Linked DNA regions of Mus musculus: region 2 is linked to region 1. A link is a contact called in public Micro-C data. All regions are on one chromosome and are shown on one strand. The core of a region is the stretch at or near the end of the contact, and the rest is flanking DNA. Distances in the headings are between cores, read along the strand shown. Region 1 holds the start of Wnt16 (wingless-type MMTV integration site family, member 16). Region 2 holds the start of Ptprz1 (protein tyrosine phosphatase, receptor type Z, polypeptide 1).

What was found. Hi-C and Micro-C count contacts between places; a contact is called where the count stands out from the background.
Region 2: a Micro-C map of embryonic stem cells shows a contact between it and region 1, with 2.1 times the contacts expected there. The contact joins the promoter of Ptprz1 here to the promoter of Wnt16 in region 1. A contact is called at or near these places in 2 of 39 promoter capture datasets (embryonic stem cells and hippocampal neurons) and 1 of 484 Hi-C or Micro-C datasets (embryonic stem cells).

The regions. Positions count from the first base shown.
Region 1 is chr6:22,286,205-22,290,060 of GRCm38.p6, reverse strand. It overlaps Wnt16 (wingless-type MMTV integration site family, member 16), which reads right to left and starts at 1,834. Exons shown (of 4, transcript NM_053116.4): 1 at 1,460-1,834; 2 at 1,033-1,280. The coding sequence starts at 1,554.
Region 2 is chr6:22,873,041-22,876,859 of GRCm38.p6, reverse strand. It overlaps Ptprz1 (protein tyrosine phosphatase, receptor type Z, polypeptide 1), which reads right to left and starts at 1,358. Exons shown (of 30, transcript NM_001081306.1): 1 at 976-1,358. The coding sequence starts at 1,033.

The DNA.
Region 1 (3,856 bases), core at 585-3,084:
TTTAGATTGGAATAGAAACTGCTTCACGCCGGTTGTCCAATAAACCTTTTCGGTAACGAATGCTTCTGCATCTCAGCAACTGTTTAGGACACATTCTCTCTCTTTCTTACTTTTTCTTTCTCCTCCTGGTTCTTAGCCCTTACCCCACCCCCACCCCCAGGCCAGGGATCCTTCAGCATCACTTGCCAGACAAAACTCAGAGCTGGGACGCACAGCTCTGTGGAGGCGCGTGCAGAAACTGACTGGAGAAGGGTCAAAGTGCAGTACGAACGGAAATGAACTTTAAAAAAACGACAGCGCATCTTTCAGTGCCTCAGGCCTAAAACTCCTACTTTGCTAATATCTCAGGAAGCATCCTAGCACCACTAGCCCCGCTAAGTCACCACGTCTGTAGGAAGAACTTTTTCTTTTTCCACCGCACTTTCCCCGTACCGCAGAGAGAGCTCCCGCCCGGTCAAGGAGAGATGGAAGAAACAGAAAAGTGGGGGACACAGAAGTCGCGCTCAGGTGACAGTCCCTTAAAAAAAAAATCACCATCGTGCACTAAACCTGGTGTTCCCAGGAGTCAGTAAAACGTGCGGCTGTGCTTCAATTGCCACTTGTCCGCAGCTCTGGGCGCCACAGAGCTGCTTAAATCAAAGCAGATGCGGCTGCATCATTCTCGGCTGTAGACCTCATGTTTGTCCAGCTGGTCACCCACGGAGCGGGGCGCCATGGGGTCCTTGGGGTCGACGGGATAGGAACTCAGTTTTTCTGAAACTTTGGCAGGGGCCAGGGGAAGCAAGGAGAATTTCAGCCCTTCTAAGAGTCCTTCTGTAGATCTCGGACGTCCCTCCCCAGGGCCGCACCTGCACACTGGGGGCTGGCCCTTGTTGCCCCAGTTTTCCCCCACCCCCACCTCGCACCAAATGTTCCATATTGAAGACCTTGCCAGCACCGAATTGTGCAGGCGCTATACACTCTATCGAAGGAACGCGCAGAAAAGCTGTCGCCTTGTATGTCCTACCATCCCCGAGGGTCCTGGTGACTCACCGCTACTCAGCTCATAGCCAAAGAGGGGGGCTGTGGCGAGCTGGGTGGAAGTGGTAGTGGCGACCATACAGTTCCACCTCTCGTGTCGGAACTGGCTTCTGCACTCCTGAATGCCCAGCCTGGCGCCCTCGCGGATGCTAGGCAGCAGGTACGGTTTCCTCTTGCACAGCTCCTTCTGGCGGCTGTTCAGCGGCAAGTCGGCGCAGCCCAGCTTCTCCGGTACCCCGAAAGAGGCGATGCCCAACCACCTGTAAGACGCGGCACCCCTGAGGTAAGCCTCTCCCCTTTCCCTCCCCCACCCCAAAAGCATTAGGTCAGCGTTCCTAGGGTCTCCACCCCTTCTCTCCCAGCCTCAAGTTGAAAGCCCACTAGTTGGGTCATTCCTTTGACCAGCCACCCTATATGCCTCCACAGAGCCCATACTCACATCCAGTTGCCCTGGGTTCCGCAGGGGAGCAGCGACAGCACGGCTGCCCACAGCGCACACAAGCTGGGCAGGGCCAGGAGCGCCGCTCTGTCCATGGCCCACGCATGGAGACCCCCAGCCCCAGCCACTCCTCCTCTGTCTCCTCTCTCCAGAGGCCCGCAGGGCCTGGGGTCAGTTTCTTAGCACCCAGTTGTTCCTTGCTCTCTTTCCCCTGGAAGGTAACATTAAACAGGGCAGCAAGGACAGAGACTATCAGCAGTCCCCTAGGCAAGATAAGGCGGAGAAAGTAGCCTAAGGTCCTCTGGCGCAGAGGTGAGGATGAGCTGGAGATGCGGGAGCTTCCCTCACTTTCCAAGGTGAGAAACTTCTGCTGATGTCTCTGTGTCTCCATCGCCCCAGGCTTCTCCTCGCATCTCCTCCCCCCCTGACCGCGCCTGGAGTCTGATTGGCTCAGCAGCAACCCTGTACCTCACCATCTGGAAACTTCAGTGTCTCATTGGCTAACAGTGGGCTCTGCGGGGGGCGCTCCTGGGCTGAGCCTCCGTGACTGTCTAACTAGACCTGGGAGTGTCACGACCTTTCCTCCTCTCACAATGTCCTTAGAGGAGGTCACTGCGAGACTGAGTCAAGCGGAGAGCAAAGAAACGATGAGCACTTCTTAGCATCCTTGAGAGAAAATCTAGCCACATCTAGATTTACCCTTTGAGTAAAAAGGGTAAAGGTGTGGGGGGGCCCGAAGGGAGGGGGGCGGAGCACTCTGCTCTTCTTTCTTGTATTTCTCACTGGTGAATTATCTTTATAAGGTCAGAATTGATACCACAAAAAGCTGATCTTTCCACCCTTGGAAGCGGAGAGGATAGGCGAGAAGGGTTCTTTTCGTGTCATTGTATACACATTTATTTCCAGCTTTCCATCAAATTTCCCCGTATTTTACTTAGGTTCTGTGATGGCTTTTCTCATTTGTCTTATTTCTGTAGCTTTTGGGAGCACAGGCTTTTCTAAGGGGGAAAATGGCAGGCAGACAAATGGGTGAGAGCTGACTAGAGCATTCCAAATAGATGAACGCTGTCCCTACCCTCTTCTGACCCACACTGACCCCACCCCCCACCCAAGGATACCTTCCACAGGGCTACCGAGTGGAAACAACGACAACAGAAATCCTGCACCCACACCAACTGCATGCCCAGACCTATGGAAGTTTGTGGAAATAAGACCCCTTTCCACCAGTGTAAAACCCAGCCAGGCAGACAAATCTAAGGCCAGATGAATTCTGATCATCAGTAACAGAGATTATAGGTAAATGGAATTGGCAGCTTAGGCTTTCACCAAATGTACTTTAGAAGCAGGAAGGGTTCTGAGAAGCAGTCAGAGTTTTGTCTTCAAGAACCCTTTGAAGGTGCCAGGAATATGCTTTGTTGTGGTATCAGAGAGCCCCGCCTCCTCTACTTACAGGCACAGGGTTTTCACCTGCTCCCAAGAGGACATCTGGAATGTTAGTAAACTCTCCAGGTGCTATCATCTCGGTGGGTGACCACACTTAGCCTCAGCGCTGAAAGGCTTGGACAGCTTTTGCTTGCTTTTAATACTCAGCCTCACTTAAGGTCAATCAAAGCTCACTCACACACCCATCCTGTCCCATTCACTCCTTTATCCAGCAAGCACTGCGCGCACACTACGTACCAGGTCCTAAAACCACACTGTAATTTTTAGAAAGTCAAGTTGATGATAGGGTATGGTTACTGATCCAGAAATATTTTGGCTAATAGCTAGTGGCCTCTCTGAAAGTCGGAGCCTTTATCCAAGCCCACTTTATCCTCTAAGCCTCTCCAAGAAGGGACCAGAGTACACCCATAGCTGTTCCACGGCCATTGGTCCCGGAGAAGCAGATAGTCTTTTGAAGCGCAGCTCACAGAGTGGATTAACATGATGAGGAACATCCCGAACAGATGCCTAAGTGGCCTAAAGGCTGAAAATAGAGACATTTCTTCCTTGTAAGGGAAACTGGAGAGGGTGCAATCTTGGGTTTGGGTAGAGGGTGTGGAGAACATCAATTGCTTAAGCTGATTTTTAAAGGCCAACTGTGTTTGATTTTTTTTTTTAATTCAGAAATATATATTGAGACTGCTTTGGGTTAAAATGTGAGACTGGCACTGAACCACACAGCTGTAGAGATCATAATTTACTTGACAAAACAGACAAGTAAACTCACAATTACATTCTGATACAGTCAGTGTGGGAAGTAAAGTGTGCCGTGAACACACAGCGAGGATAATCCAGAGTTGTGGGCCAAATGGACGAGCCTGCTGAATCCTGCCTTCATGTTTCCTCTAGGGATCCAGTGCTGCACAGGCATTCTGCTAAAGCCTTGGGAGAGACATCAGAACATGCCATTTAGGG
Region 2 (3,819 bases), core at 109-2,608, 590 kb before region 1:
CTTCTGTTCGCGAAGGTGCTAAGAGGAGCACTCTCCATCGGATTGGAAGTGCATGTTTAATATATCCTTTATTATAAACGAAATTTAAAAGTGGGGCTATAGGACTGATGGGAGCTAAACAGTTATACTCACAAATCGAGGTACACATTCTAATTTTTAGGTCAATGTCTTCCAACAGGCATTTGAAAGGGGCTTTTAGTAGTTAAAATAAGGAAACAAAACAACAAACAAAACAAAAGACAGGTTTTACTTTTTGTTTTCTTTTTAGAAACCTAAGTCTGCACCCTCATTCCCAGTAAATATTCACACCGTTGACTGCAGAGAGTAATATCCACTTAACACTTGTAAGGTTCGGACGCCTGCGAAGGTGCTGTGTCCCTGTTCGCCCATCACCTGCAGCTCTTCTCTCTGGAAGCTGGGGGCAGAATGCTCATAGAGATTTGACTGGAACTTTTTTGTAAGTGACTGCCTGGACTTGAACGTGACTAAATTGAAAGTACTAGAAAAGTCAGGTCGATGCTTGTTCAGCTCAGTGCCTTTCAGGTGCGTGTGCGTAATTCAAGACAGACACGTGTGCCTTCCGTTCAAGTCCACAGTACTACAGTGGCAACATAGAAAGGAACGTTTAGGTCGCAGCCCCTCGCCACTGCTGTAGTGTATTTCTAGTCACCGACTCATTCTCTTATGTAGGTCTACAAGGCTATTTCCACTTTTTGCAATATGGAGAGCACGCATGCGAGGGGACCCTGACAGGCGGCGACCTCCTGTGTCTAGGTGTCCTGACCAAAGGAGTCTCAGTAGAGGGACCCAGCAGGTGGTAGTTGAGGGGATGAGGGCGCAGCCGGTGCAAGTGACATCGAAAGGTTCGGGATAACTCTTCTTGGGGTGCTACCCAATGTTCTGAAATCCCCCACCCAAGCTGCGTCCCAGAGACTGAGCCCCGCGCGGGTGCCCCGCCGAGGTCCTATCACTTACCCAGGCGACACAGGCACAGGAGCTGAACGCACGCGAGGAAGCTCTGCAGGATTCGCATCTCCAGCCCGGTCCGCGGCCCCTCGCCAGCCGCAGGGGTACAGCTTAGGGTACAGAGGGTGGGGACACCGAGGCAGGGGACGCCGGTGACTGGCCAGGGTCTAGGTGAACGAGTGATAGAGAGAGAGAGAGAGAGAGAGAGAGAGAGAGAGAGAGAGAGAGAGAGAGGAAGAGAAGAGAGAAGAAGAGAATACAAGGCTAGGCGGCGCGTGGGTGCGGGGACCGAGCCTGGACCAAGCGCCTGGCTTCAGGCGGGACGCTGTCCCCTGCCTGAGCGGGCTGCAGCGGCCAGGATCTGAGCGCTCGCAGCGCAGCGGCGCGGAATTGCGGGGACGCGCTCCGGGCTGGGCACGCGCAGTGCGCGGGGGCGGGGGAGCAGGAGCGCAGGCGGGGGCCGGGGTCGCGCAGCAGCAGAAAGAGGGGCGTGGCGGGGCCCAGCCTGTCCCAGCCCCGCGCCCCTCCCCCGCCCAGGGCTGGAGGTGGAACCCGCTGGGGCTTAGAATCTTCGCGGTGAAAAAGGTCTCTTCATTAAGGCTCCTTCACCCACTAGGAAGACACAAGAGGAGGCTGGGTCCCCATTGTCCCGCACAGCTTGGGGCCGACCTTTTGACTTCACCCCTGGGAAAGTCTTTTTTCTTTGTTTATTGTCGTCTCTGCAGTTACCAAGATGGTCCTATCCGGAAGGGTTGAAGGGGGCCTGGGTAAACTGAGCTCTCCCCGCCCCCCTTTCCATTTTCTTAGTGAGTAAAGTAGTTCCAGCTCCCATTACCATTAGGGTAGTTAAGTCCAATCATTTGCAGCACTACTGTGACCATTTGGTCCTGGCTGACCCTTCATTAGACCCCAATCATTCTGTCCTGCTCTGCGCGGCTGTGGGGAACTGTCAACACTGCCCTGGTCCTGCTGGATGGAACTCCCCAAGTGTCTCTTTGCACAGGGTCCTCCTGTAGAAAGATTTTTTTTTTTAATTGCTAGATTGAAGGGTACACAAAAGAAATATAATACACACCCTGTGCTTCCTCGGAGCTGAGCATGTCGTTCTTTCCTTAGGAGCCTGTTTCTATGGAGGTGTTTGTTTGCTGTGTAGGAGCGTGAGTGCTATAACCTGAACTCCTGACTTGGGGGGCGGGGTAGGGAGTTGAATAGGTATTCCTGAAATGTTTGTTGAATTATGTTGAGGTCCACATGAAACAAGTTAACTGGTGGTGATGTCAGTCAATAGCCTAAATACATCGACCTAAATATTTGTGAGATTTTCATATACACGATGGGGTTTAGTTATTTTACATTTTACACTGATAAGAGACTCTATTCAGAGCCTTTTGGGAGTCACATTCAAAGGCAGAGAAAACCAAGTTCCGGAACTATCCCTGGTACCGTTTGATGTAGGGATCTGTACAGCATGTACTCTTGTGTTCTGTTATTGTCTCAAAGCCAGTGCTGTAGCTTTATAAAATACAAAGGATGCTTAATGCATACAAATTGGAATTCCAAGTCTGTTTCAGCTGTGACTACCCGTTCTCACAGAATTCCCACCGCCTCTGAACACTGGGGTCAATGGACAGAGCTAATGATGCAGCTTGCTATCGATTCGTGGATGGTGAATGCATGTCGTCAGGAAAGGACGGGTCTTGAAGCTAGAGTGTTTGTTTAGGAACACATATCGGTATAAGAAGTTGACCCTTACCCTATTCTTCTCACTCCTTGAAATAGAAATGCCTCGAGGATTATAATAGAGATTGAGAGTTTCCATAAGGCAAGAAAATTTCTGGTCATTTTTGCTAACATACCAACAGGTGTGTATATCCACTGGAAGTGTATCCAGAGTTCAGGGGGAAAAATGAAAAACAGTGTTTATTGAATGTGAGCTGGAGTGGGCAGGGACGTTTTCCTAGAGATTTGCAGAAAGGACATTTGGAGAATCTGATTATCAAACAGGCTGGAAACCAAACTGAAAGCCACCGAAGTCACATGTTATATTGAAAGCACTGTCATTTCCGTCAGACTAAGAATGTTCATACTGTGGCAAGCATTGATTTCCTTGTGGAGAAGCTCATACCGGAAATGCTAAGCCTTCTCACTTTGAACTCCTAGGGAAACACAGAAGGAACTTCAACTGCTTAGTAGAAGATGCTGGCTACTGCAAGACGGCTCAGTGGATAAAGGCACCAGCCTCACTGAGAAGTGTCTTTCATAGGTTGTCCTGTCTCTTCTATTTAAATGCTGTGGCATGCACCACCCCCAAATGAATAGATAGATAGATAGATAGATAGATAGATAGATGTAAAATTAAAATAGAAGCTAAGTTTACACAGGGAAAACATATGTAATCAAGTGCATCTCAGTTATCAAGGGTTCTCCATCATCCTGGGAGAATAATAGTCCAGCAATAAGAATGATTATGTTAGCTCTTCATTAGTTGGTATTAGATTTGATTCACCAAACAAAGCCCCAGGAGGAACTAAAGTCTCTCTGGAAGAGCCAACAGGTGAATCTATGATCCCCATAATTTCATTCTGTGGTTAGGAATATTGCCAATATTCTTGAAGGCACAAAAGCCACCATGAGGAGAGATCATTCTGTTCTGGGGGTTTTAGGGGAAACTGAGTGTTAACTAATTCTTTAGAGTGGCAGCAATGAGAGGTTGAGGTGGAGAAAAACTGATGTGGCTCTGATAGTTCCGTGGAGAGATTAGTGAGAGAAAGCTTGAAGTCCTTGAAAAGTAGGCCATCGAAGCAGCTAAGCTGGAGAATAGAAGACCTCAAAGGAGCATCAGGAACCTACTGT